Regions from separate parts of the Canis lupus genome. Here region 1 is linked to region 2. Evidence: chromatin contacts called from public Hi-C data. All regions are on one chromosome and are shown on one strand. The core of a region is the stretch at or near the end of the contact, and the rest is flanking DNA. Distances in the headings are between cores, read along the strand shown. Region 1 overlaps LOC119874234. Region 2 holds the start of LOC119874234.

Region 1 (6,328 bases), core at 3,515-6,014, 52 kb after region 2:
CGGCCTCCATGGACTCAGGGAGAGCCCCCTGCCCACCAAGGCAGAGAGCCTGAGAAATAGCTGCACCCTTTGGAATCGGTGACATGCTCTCTCTCTCTCTCTCTCTCTCTCTCTCTCTCATAAACCCTATGAGGGAAGAGCTCTGCAGAATTTTGAGATCCTCCCCCCCAACCCCCATAGCCACCTTCACTACCCCTGCCACCCCTCAGGCCTTCTTGCAATCGTAGAAGTTTGGTGTTCACAGATCTTTATTGACTTCTGACCCTCACATGTGACTTTAATTACTAAACTTTACGAGACTTTTATTTTTTTTAATCCATAAAACAGCCCAGGAATCAAGCAGTTACTATTAACTCTCTCCTCTTTTGTGACTTCTCTCGGTCCCTGACATTTTTGAGGAACATCTTTTTCTGATTGTAAATGCTCTCTGTTATCAAGAAGGTGCACACCCTGTCGTTTAGGACGCCTGTGGATCCTGAAGAAAACATGCGGGTAGATGGAGTTGGCCGGGCCCTGACCTCCTTTGTCCCCAACCGTGTATTTATTTCCTGAGGATAGGATTTCAAGTCAGCCACAGCCAGTCCTTCAGATAGTCCGGAGGGCCAGGAGTTCTTGGAAATCATCTCAGAGTAGGGGGATCAACTACCTTTATTCGCGTTTTAAAACAAGAAATAATGGCTTAAAGCCAGCGTGTGCCCTAAAGCATCTAAAAATTAAGGCTACATGTGACAGAGCATTTTATGAGTTCAGAAATAGCCGGGCAGGGCCATAAACTATCATATTACTAAATTGCTACCATTTCTAATGTTCAGGGCTCCAACTACAAGTTTGCCCTTAGAAATTGCAGCGTAATTTGGGCGTACCCAATTGTGTTTGCAGCTAAGAAGCACATAGAGTGTGCTGGTTAGTGTTTTGCCTATATTTGAATCCTAAAAATAGCCTCCTCATGAGAACAGAGTGAGCTTTGTGAAGAATATACTCCAGTTGGTTAGAAATGGAAGGTACATTTTTCCTATCCCCTCTTGCTTTCATTTCTAAACACATTTGCCTCTATTCTGAAGCCGAAGAGGCTATTAGAACAGCTGCAGCAAGCAGCTGTAGAATCTTCTGTGTCATCTGCTCCCTTGCTTAGCAGACAGTCCCCTCGTCTGCTCCCAGTTGTCTTTTCTTCCTCCCAAAATGGCCCACTGCCCTCTTCTGACCAGTGCCCCCACCTGAGTTCAGGCTCTGTCCTTGCACTGATTGCAAGGGACTTTGCCTGGTGTCCCCTTGCTTTTACCATCCTATACGGTAAAAGAAATCACCAATAAAAACATTTTTGCCATATGAAGAACAACTGGAAGGAAAAAAAGCAAAGTCTATCAGCTGCTTGCTGCTGCCCTTCAAGTTCGGCTTGTCATTTTTGGTGGAGTTTTTTTTTTTTTTTTTTTTTTTTTAAGATTGTATTTATTTATTCATGAGAGACACACAGAGAGAGAGAGGTGGAGACACAGGCAGAGGGAGAAGCAGGCTCCCTGCAGGGAGCCCAATGTGGGACTCGATCCCAGGTCTCTGGGATCACACCCTGGGCCAAAGGCAGACGCCCAACCCCTGAGCCCCCCAGGCGTACCTGGTGGAGCTCTTCTCAACACGCTACCATAGCAGTGTACTATAAAGCCATAATTTTATGTTGCATGCAGAGCCCGGATGATTGTGACTCTTTGAGGGGAAGCCCTCCGCAGGATTACCTTGAGGAAAATGATTTATTCATCCCATGCACAGTAAACAGCTATAGCAGAGGCCAGTCCCTGTAACTCTACAGAGTGCTTAGGGACCGTCTGAGGCATGGCCCGCATTGCTCCAGGTGCATGATCACCTGTAGCAGCTTAGGGACCGTCTGAGGCATGGCCCGCATTGCTCCAGGTGCAGGATCACCTGCAGCAGCTATGGAACTTCTATTTTTTCAATGTGTAGTTGAGCCTAAGCTTCTCTCTAAGGTAGACTATAGGAGCTAGGGCAGGACAAGTTCCTTTGCATAACATGTTAAAGTAATTTATGTTCCATGGCTCATAGGGAAGAGCCAGCTCATTTTGGCTGGTCCTTTTAATGTTGTCTGATTTTGAACGCTCAGAAAATGGGCTTGCAATTCTTTTTCTCTTTTTTTTGAAAAAGCTATTATGTTGTTTTAGAACATACATATTTTAGACCTCAGGTAATATATTATCCAAATACTAATTTAAAACAAAATATTTTTAATATAGTTGATTTATAACACATTACATGCACCAAGCATAGAAAGCAGGTAAAAACAAATTATATGTTTTATTTTACTATGTTACTAACAGAGGAGTCTGCCTCACAAAACAATATAAATCATCTTTTACCACTGCTCTCTGAAAGTAATTCGGGGTTAACAAAATCTAAATTGCACCTGTCAGAACTGCCAGTAATATCTTCAGTTTTCACTGACTACACTCTCCCTTCTCTCTCCATATCTTTAGACTAATGAAGCAGTGGCACAGTTTCCACAAAGAAAAACAAAGGTGGGAGAAAGGAAAGGAAGACTTGATAAAGTTTCCTTTGGGTATGGAACACACGATGGACCATAGCGTGAACAGCATGTATGGACAGCGATAGAATACACCTAAAATAAAACAGTACCCGTGCACCAGACTGGATAGGTGCGTGTGGTACACACGCGGGCCAAACTGCCCATTTCCTCACATAAATATAGCAGTTTCACTACCTAGCAGTATATATATATTAATGCTTTATGAGGGGGAGGGGAACCCCACTAAACTGCCTTCTTAAATATCATACTACACGATAAGTTTTTCTTTGCTCGGAAATGTAAAAAATAATGTGCTCGCAAATGTTAATTAACTAGAACTAAGAGTAAATACTTTGTGAGGAATAGATAAGAAACTAGAACAATTAGACCTCAGTTGGCCTGGGCCAACTGTGAAAATGCAGAAGCCCCAAGCTGGAAGGATTTGACTAGACCTCTATAGATCAAATCCTATGTCCCCTTTGTAACATCCCAGTGAAATGGTCATTCTGCCTTGTTTTAAATACTTTAGGTGGAGGGACATCCATTACTTAAAAGTGCATCCAGCCTCAAGTTCTTTTCATTTAGGGAAATATACTTACCTGTACCTATACATTCATTTGATTCTTATTCTTCCCTTTCACCCCACATGGCATAGATCTAATCCCTCCTACAACCCTTTAAATATTGGAAGACAGTCCTCATAGGACTGAGCTGTTACTAACCAAGACTTGTCTCCTGAACCAGTCACAGCAGGAGCTGTATCCATCTACACTATTCCGCAGCTGGAGGAGCCTCATCCCTAGAGCAGATTGGTGGTGGTGTTTCTCAGTTGATGGGCCTGTGATGTGGTTGTGTTGATGAGTTACTGATGAAGACACTGGAGCCAGACAGGGGAGATCCTAAGCCTAGAGAGCCCAGAAAGAGCCCTGAATCTTAACTCAGTTGGTGGCAGCAAAGGCATGCACTCTAATGTTTCACCTAGCCAAAAAACCCCACAAAAGCTATTAATTCATGTCATTGACAATCAACCAAGGCTATAATTTGGAGGTTGGGGCCTTGAGCTCCAGCACTGCCACTGGCCAGATGCATGCCCTTGGGCAATCCTCCCCACTATTTCAGAGTTCCCCCTGTAATATTTAAATACCTATGCTGCTTTTCTGCCTAGAAAAGTGGCTCTTCTCCTGGTCTTAGCTTAGATGTCACTTCTCCAGGAACCCTGGCCTGACTCCCACCCCTTCCCCACCCTGAGACTAAGCCTCTGTCATTGTACCCTCTCCTCACCTCTGCTGTAGCACTTTCTTCATTGTGTGTTAATAACATGCTTACTTGTGCCTACTGTACTGGAAATTCTTTAAGACCAAGGACTCAGTCTTGGTTTCCAGCACTTGGTTCAGTGCCTGGTACACAGCAGAACTTAGAAAAGATTTCTTGAGGGGATGCCTGGGTGGCTCAGTGGTTGAGCATCTGCCTTTGGCTCAGGTCATGATCCCCGGTCCTGGGATTGAGTCCCACATTGGGCTCTCTGCAGATATCTTGCTTCTCCCTCTGCCTATGTCTCTGCCTTTCTCTGTGTGTCTCTCATGAACAAATAAATAAAATCTTTAAAAAAGAGAAAAAAGATTTCTTGAATTTTAAAAAGAAAAAAGGAAAGAGAAGACAGAGAGGGAGAAGATAAAATGAGCAAGTTGGAGTACATTATCTAAATAGCCTCGTACAGCTAAAAAGATACAATTTCTGGTTCTTAAGTTCCATCCTTAATGTCAACCTCAGGTTTTTAGAAATTCACATTTTCTCTAGTAAGGGGATGTTTCAAGTGGTTGTAGCAAATTAGAAAAACTATAAGTATATATTCATACATAAAATATAATTTTAGGACTGATACTTAGAATTTATTTAATGAGCCCAAACCTTAATATATAGATGAAGAAACTGAGGCCTAATGAGATTATGCTCTCTGCCTAAATTCACTTGGTTAGTGGGAAGACCAGTTTTCAAATCCCGATCTCTCTTGCCTCTGAACCAGGATAACTGGTTCCTCATCTTCTTCCTTTTTGAAAAAGCTGCTAGAAACCTGGCTACAAATGGAAGTGACAGATGTTTTCCCTTTTATGCGATGGTGACATCAATCTGTAACTTTCTGGTTATATATTAAACTTTGAGATCGCCCTTCCCTGATCCTAGACAAACTACTGAAAACTAGTCCTCTTTTCTTCCAGAAATGTCAGAGGGAGCTACAATGTTCCACGAGATGACTCCTGTAGGTTGTTTGCTAAACAGAGTTGTAGTCATGTGAATTGCTTTCAGCCGGATTGGGTATCGAGGCTCAGTGTTCTGGTAAGCCATAGGGTAGTGCTGCCATGAGACCAGCTTCTTGGCAAATAGCCCTGAGGTGCAGCTGTAAGGTGACCCAGTGCAGGCTTGAGGCCAAGGCCCAGTGCTCAGTGCCAGAAACCTTTGCCAAACATTGGAACTAACTCCCAGGGCACTGAATTGGTCTCAATTAAATTTTTAGATGAAAAGATTTTTTGTTTATCCCAGAGAACCACTTCAATTTATAAGCTCATAGGAAAACTGAGTGCTTTGCCATTATAGTTGGAATACTTTCTACAAGCCAAACCTTTAAAAGAAGAAGAAAAAGATGATGATGATGACAACTTCAGATTATTTAAGAAGTCATAAAAATATTTGAAAGCAACATCTTTTATTAGATATGCTGACTGGAGAAATATTTTTCTGTCTTTGATTATGCTGTGTAAATTGTAAATCTTCAAATATAAAGTGGTGTTGGAGTGGAAATGGTAGAAGTACTGGTCAAGGTGATGATGATGATTGAACTAAACTCTGAGTCCATACAGATTTGAATTCAGAACCCAGCTCCACTACTTACTAGCAGCTGGTCTTGGGTGGTGTACCCTAGTGTAAGCATGGAGACATGGAGACTATGTTATGTTGAGGTTTTCAACCTGCCTGTGGTAGAGTCACCTAGATGCTTTTGAAAGGTATCCTGTCTGGGCCCCAACCCAGACCAATTAAATTATTAGACTGTCTGGTGGGACCCAGCATGAATATTTTTGGAATGCTCCCTGATGATTCTAATGTAATAGACCAATGATATAGTGACTAAAACTTTGGTTCTGGAGTCAAATTGCCTGGGCTCACCCTACAGATATGCACATCATGGCATTTGACCTTAGACAATATATTTAAGCTGTTTGAGCCTCAATGATCTCAACTGTAAGATATGTTAATAAGAGTTTAATGTAGGGGCACCTGACTGGCTTAGTGGGAAGAGCATGAGACTCTTAGTGAGTTCAAGCCCCATGTTGGATGTAAAGATTGCTAAAAAAATAAATAAATAAATAAAAATAAAATAAAATAAATAAAAACTAATTAAAAAAAGTTTAATATAGGGTGGTTAGAGGATTGAGTAAGTCATGTAAAATACAGCACAGTGCCTATGATGGAATGAGTGTTCAATTATAGCTGCTATTTTTATTTTTATTATCCATGATTCCTTTAATTCACCTTGGGTTTAAGGCCCAATTTGATTCTGTTCATAGTCCTACAGAGAAGACTAAAAAATCAGAAGTAGCTTACTAATGAGCATGAAAATAAGTGGAAAATTCAACAGGGATAAATATCTGCATGCAACCGTCTTGTCAGATTTTGAGTGAGAGGATAAAGTTCAGGGTCTTCACTGACTCGAGCCCCAGTGGGACCTACTATTTATCATTTCTCCTCCTCACAGAATCTTGTATAGAAAAAAAAAACAAAACACCCTGAAAATACGGAAACACA
Region 2 (6,228 bases), core at 896-3,395:
TGGAAACAAAGAGTCACCAATATATCTGGAAAGGGGAGGGGGAAAAATCTCTCAGAACTTTATTGCCTCTATTTTCCAGCCTCCAAAGTTTCAGGTGTTTCTCCTTTCCCCAAATCAACAGCACTCACATTTCTCATCTTCCCAGGTCCCTATCACCAAAACCATCATTTCATCACTCTGGGAGGGGGGATACTGCATCAAAATCTCACAACACTGAAATTTGCAACAAAGAGAATTGACGTTAAAAAGGGAACTGCTTGGGAAAAAAAAAACAACAACAACGAGCGCCTGTGTTGGGTAGAGCCGTTATCTCGCGTGGCCCCGCAGAAACGGGAGGAGGAAGACCCAGCGCGACCGGGGCGCGGAGCATCAAGTGGGAAACGCTGCCCCAGACCCCGCAGGCGCAGGGCAGCCCGCAGCCCGCAGCGGAGGGGAGCGCGGCCTCCGGGAGCTGCAGGCGGCTCACAGCGCGCACCCCTCCACGGCCACGCGAGGCCCTGCCCATCTGGCCCCCGCCCTTAGCGGCGTGACCCCACGTCCCCAAGAGCTCCCGTCACTGCCCCCCCCCGCCGGCCCGACCCCACTCGGGCATCCGAGCGGTTCTTGCGGTCAGGATGACGTGTCTTTACACGCGGCCCCGCGGCTCGGCGTGGGGGGCACGTCTCCGACGGGGGCCGCGGCTCCTCAGGCGTTCGCGCCACCGGGCGCGAGGTGCGGCCGCCGGGCGAGCGACGACGCGCCCCTTCCCTCGAGCGGCCGCCGCCCGGGGCCCCGGAGGCTCGGGTCTCCGAGGAGTCGTCCCCGACCCGCGCTCGCCGCGGAGCCCCACGGTCCCCTCAGGGGGCGGGATTCCTCAGGCGCCGCGCTCCGGAAGGGGCAGAGGCGGGCGGCGGCGGGCGGCGGCGTGAGGCCGCGCGGGGAGCGCTGACCCTTCCTCGGCCCCTCAGGGCCCCCTCCAGACGGGGGAGGCGGCGGGGCGGCAGCGGGGCGGCCACCGCAGTCCCCCCGGCGGGCGACCTCAGCGCGTCCCGGAGGACACGGCGCGGCCACCTGCCCCCCCGCCCGCCCCCGCGGCCCGCGCTGCGGCTCCGGCTCCCGGCCGCCGCGCGCGCTGCCAACACCCGGCGCCCGGGAGGAGGGGGCGCGGCGGCCGCGCGGACCCACGTCGCGGCGCCTCTTGTCACGCACCCGGGGAGAGGCGCGGAGGGAGGGAGGGAGGGAGGGGAGGCGGCGGCGAGCGCGCGAGTGCGCGGCGGCGAGGGGAGGGCAGCCCGGGCGCCCCGCCGGCTCCCGCCCGCGCCCCGCGCCCGCTTACCTGCCGGGGTCGCTCCGAAGACTCGCACCACCGGCACCTTCTTGACAGGGGCCTGGGTGAGGGGGCACAGGCAGGTGTCCAGGCCCCGCAGCGGGCTGGCCATGTAGTAGTCGGCGGTCACTATCCTCACTGAAAACATGTTCGCCGCCGCCGCCACCGCCTCCTCCTCCTCCTCCTCCTCACGGGCGATCTGGCGGCGGCAGCAGCGGCGGCGGCGGCGGCGGCGGCTTCCTCCGCAGCGACGGCCCCACGGCGGCGGCGCCCCCTCCCCGCTTCGGCTCGGCCCCCTCCCCTCACACACAGACGCGGCGAGCGGGCGGCGGGCGGCGGGCGGGGCGCTCGCTGCTGGCACTGCTGCCGCCGCCTCCTCACGAGCACCCGGCGACGGGCGACAGCAGAGACGCCCTGGCGCTTCCGTCCGTGCTGCTGCTGCCGCCGCTGCCGCCGCCGCCGGGAATCACACGGGCTCCTCGGTCCCAGGCTGCAGCTCTTGTTGCCATGATGATGATGTCACGGACGCAACCACTGGGGGAGGGGAGGCGGGGGGGCGGGGGGGGGTGCGCGAGTGCGCGCGCGCGTGCGTGCGTGTGTGTGTGTGCGCGTGGGGGGGCGGGGGGAGGGGACGCGGCGGGAAAGGGAGGGAGCGGGGCGGGCACCCGAGCGGGACACCCCGGCGGGGGCCGAGGAGGTGTTTTCTCCCCCGCCCCCCCGGGCTCGCAGCGAGGGAGGAGGCCGCGGGGGGGGGGGGGGGCGGGGAGGCTGGGCCCGCGCCGGGCGCGGGGATCGATGACTCGGCCGGTGGGCACGGCCACCTGCGTGGGGGGGGGGGGGCGGAGCGCCGATGTCATGGATGCGGGAGGGGGGTCGGGGCCGCTCGGGCGGCTCGGCGGGATTGGCCGGGGATCGCTCGCGCTCGCCTAGGCGACCGCCATTTCACATCCTGCGGAGGAGGCGGGGGCGGCCGCCGAGACGGCGTTTTACGAGGTAAGAAAGCCCGCCCGCGGGAGGCGGGAGGCGGGCGGCGGGCGGCGGGGCGCAGATCTCGTGCCGCCGCGGCCTCGCGGGAGGGCGGGCGGGGCCGGGCGCGGAGGCGGAGGCGGACGCAGCCGGCCCTTCTCAGGTATCGCGGCGGCTCCGCGCGTGGCCCGGGGGCGGCGCGAGGGGCGGGGGCGCGCGGGCGCGGGCCTCGGCCTATAGGAGGGCGGCCCCGGCGCCCCCTCCTTCCCGCGGCGCTGCGGTGTCTGCGCGCGGCCCCCCGGAGGGACGTGTTCCCGCTCGGCTCCGCTTAGCTGGGCCGGGCAGGGCCGGGCAGGGCCGGGCAGATCCGGGGTTTCCCACCGCGGCGTCGTCCTCCCGCGCGAACAGATCCTTCCTCGGGTTCCTCCTCAGCGCCTCAGGCTGCGGCCCGGGCGCGCGCGTGCGCGGTTGTGTGCGCGTCCGTGTGCGCGTCCGTGTGCGCGTCTGTGCGCGTGCGCGTCCGAGGAAGCACTTGTCCGCGCTGGGTGACCGACCTCCCCCCGCGGAATTCAGGATTAAGAGCCTTTCAGAGAAGCGTTCGGCCGGAGGTGTAGAGCCCCCGTGAAAGTCACCGCGTCAGACGCGGACACCCGTTACCCATTACCTAAAGGCAAAAGGAGGTAGGGAAGAAGTGTTCAACAAAACAACTTCCCCCCCCCCCCAAAAAAAAAGGTGGGGAGGGGTGCAGTTGTGAAATCGGGGAAAAAAAAAAAAAAGGTAGTAACGAGCCGCTGGGTTGGCCCTCCTGTTGGAACCGACGGGTTTTTGTCTGACTCGGTCACTAAATACTGGGTGTGACCTTGGACAAATAATTTGGTTTCTCAGGACCCGTTTCCGCCTCCGTGGAACGAGAGTGGCACAGAACAAAACCCGAAGGTTTCTTCCCAACAAAAAGATTGACGCAGTGGGAGGCGTAAACCGTGGTTTCCAGTTCGAAGTACGGCACCGAATGGAGACTTTGGACATTTTCAGCCTAATTAGAGATCGGTCACGCTCACGTAGGATACAGGTGTGTTTTAATGGCTTAGTAGGTTGCCGTGTATTTTAAGTGGTGTGAGGGGTCCTCCTCTGGAACCGTTGTGGTTCCTCAAATAGGAAAATCAGGAGGCTCCAAGGTGGGGTGGGGGGACAGGTCCCTGGTAGGCAGCGTCTATGAATTCCATAACATATACTGCTAATAAGAATTTATGCTCCAAGGGATTTGAGGCTGATTACCACAGTAAATTAGCTTGCAGTTTTCAACCTCAGAGCATGATTATAATAAACATAGGTAGCAAGATTTCTAATATAAAGGAAATTACCTAATATTTTTAAGAGGCAAATCTCAAATTGATTTAAGTTTTAGAAGGCGATGGAAGGGATTTAAAAATAGCATTACTGTGTTAAAATGCATTTTCTCATAAAACAGATGTTTTTGGGCAAGCTGAATGCCAGATGCACAACGCCAGTGATTCTCATAATATTCCATGGCACTAGAGTTGTTGTTGTTGTTGTTGTTGATTTAATATTTTGGCCCTTACTAAGTCACCTCTGTAGGGATGAGGCCTCGAAATCTGTCTTAGCAACCTCCCTCACCACTCATGATTCTAAAGTCCTATAAAATTGAGAGTCCCTGTACTATATTATAATCCAAGTACACCCATAATACTTAAATTATACTAGTCCTAACTAGGAAAAGGTAAAAGCATCAAATTCATGGATTACTTGTCTCTAGAAAAGGGTTTCCTTCCCCCTACTTCTTGAAACAGCATCATTGACTAAGAAAAGGCAGTTGCAACCACAACTCACATCTTTCCAACCCACCAAGGAAAGAATGTTCAGTCTTGGGAAAAGCATCTGCAGCATGAAATTAGGATATTTTGTCCATTGCATGTAATTGAGTTTAACTTGTTGCTGAAATTGAACACCTGACAATACTTCCCTAATTAATCACTATCAAATGTGTAAGTAAGAAAGAGTTCTGGAACTTTGAGTCAGAAAATGAAAATTTTAAGCCATCATTTATTAGCTAAATGATTTCGGATAGATCATTTCATTTTCTGGAGTCGGTTTCCTCATCAATGGAATGGACAGTAATTCCTTCTTTAATATCTCAGGGATGGTACAGGCTCATATGCGGTAAGGCATGTGAAAGTATCATCATATACAGTTGACATCCAGAAGTTTAACTCATTCAAAAGGAGTAAATCATTTGAAATTGTCTTTTCTACGCAGTAGGAGAGAAATGTCAAAATTGAACTCTGTATCCTTAAGTATCTCTTTTTTTGTTGTTACTGTCCAGTGGCTTCTGTTTGCCTGGTGGTTTGAGAGATAGACAAAACAGGTGACTTTATACTTTCAGACAGACTTGATAGTTTCTAGTCTACCATCATAAGCATCAATTGACATTTCATCTCTTCTAGTCCACTGACCTACACTCATCATGTCATGCTTTTGGTAAAAGCCCACCAAACCTTCTGTATCAATACTGTTGAGTGTCTATCAGTATTTGCCTATTAGCAATTTATAATAGAACAGAAGGCAATGGCCACCATTATCTTTCACCAGGTATTGTAAAATGGCTTACCCAGCACTCATCCAATCCCCTCCTAGCTTGCTTTTCTGCACTTTAGAAGCTAGAAAATTAAAAACTACAGTTTCTAGACTCTCTTGCAGCTAAATGATGGTGTGCTGGTAAATGTTTACTAATGGCTGGGGGAGAGGGATCCCTGGGTGGCGCAGCGGTTTGGTGCCTGCCTTTGGCCCAGGGCGTGATCCTGGAGACCCGGGATCGAATCCCACATCAGGCTCCCGATGCATGGGGCCTGCTTCTCCTTCTGCCTGTGTCTCTGCCTCTCTCTCTCTCTGTGACTATCATAATAAATAAATAAATATTAAAAAAAAAAAAAACAAAAACTAATGGCTGGGGGAGAGGAACAACTGATTTGTTGTAGCCAGTCTTCATGGTATGAATATTCCCAGGCTACCAAAAATGACTTCACTGAATGTGGAGTTACTTGGAAAAGATGCTAACAATCAGTAGCTGGCTTCCTTCAGCATACCAGTGCATATGACCTAGTTTCCAGCAATCAGATGCACCCATTCAAGACATAGGTATGAAAGTAAGCAACATGATGCCTCAGCTGCACTCAGGGAGATGGGATTTTTCTGGCAAACACTATATGGTGGAGATACTTGGTTCTGGGTAGCTGGGGGAAGAGTTCTCACATCCATTTTTAGAGTCATGGGCGCTGACTGGCAGGTGGTATTGGAAGGGGTTTCCACTAGAATTGCCCTGTGATGTGGGATGAGGTACTTTCTGGTTTGTTTTTTCCTAGATGTTGTTTCTAGCAGTGTTATTATCCAAGCCTGGTTCGCTCAGAGATCTGTCCTTTAATCCCTTTCTGCTTAAACTAGCTCAGTCACGGCCAGCTACATAATTTGCTGAGCCCAGAGCAAAAGGAAAAATGTGGGGCCCCCTTGTTCAAAAAGCAGGAAAAAGGTGCCATTATACTTACTAAAATATAAAGCTTTTTCTTTCTTCTGTCATCTCTCTCTTGACTTGTAATGATGTTTTTTATTTGGTTTTTAATGTCATTCTAAGGAAAATTAGAATTTTAAATTAGAATGAATTTTACCATTCATCTTTATTTTGTGCAATGCCATTTATAAATGCAAATATAAAAGCATTTAACTCCTACATAGACTCACCAAAATTACACAATTCATATTTCCTAGTTTATACATGCATATGCATTTTGTGCTTATCAGAACAGTGTAAACGCTGCACAGAACCAACTCAGCTGTTTTTGTTTCCCTTCTTGATAGGCACACATCCTCACAATTTGAGTAGGGAAGGAGTGAAAAGAAAGGAAACCATGAGTTGCCCTACCTTTCCCCTTCCTTCTATGTCATCA

Evidence for each region. A called contact is a pair of places that touch in the nucleus more often than the background predicts.
Region 1: a Hi-C map of liver shows a contact between it and region 2, with 1.8 times the contacts expected there. The contact joins the enhancer-like site here to the promoter of LOC119874234 in region 2. A contact is called at or near these places in 2 of 9 Hi-C or Micro-C datasets (amygdala and liver).

Annotation. Positions count from the first base shown.
Region 1 is chr12:68,406,712-68,413,039 of UU_Cfam_GSD_1.0, forward strand. All of the region lies in intron 2 of LOC119874234, which reads left to right. Among named protein-coding and RNA genes, the nearest start is that of REV3L, 51 kb to the left of the region's middle. Within about 2 kb of position 4,765, at least 5 of the 20 cell types and tissues checked have an H3K27ac peak or open chromatin away from gene starts, as enhancers often do. A contact at or near this core is called in liver, where this site is marked.
Region 2 is chr12:68,357,674-68,363,901 of UU_Cfam_GSD_1.0, forward strand. LOC119874234 reads left to right here and starts at 2,146. Exons shown (of 4, transcript XM_038554977.1): 1 at 2,146-2,299; 2 at 3,158-3,341. The coding sequence starts at 2,157. It overlaps REV3L (DNA polymerase zeta catalytic subunit), which reads right to left and starts at 1,549. Exons shown (of 32, transcript XM_038554964.1): 1 at 1,316-1,549. The coding sequence starts at 1,454. LOC119874235 (a long non-coding RNA gene) reads right to left here. Exons shown (of 3, transcript XR_005368161.1): 2 at 5,830-5,910; 3 at 4,332-4,627.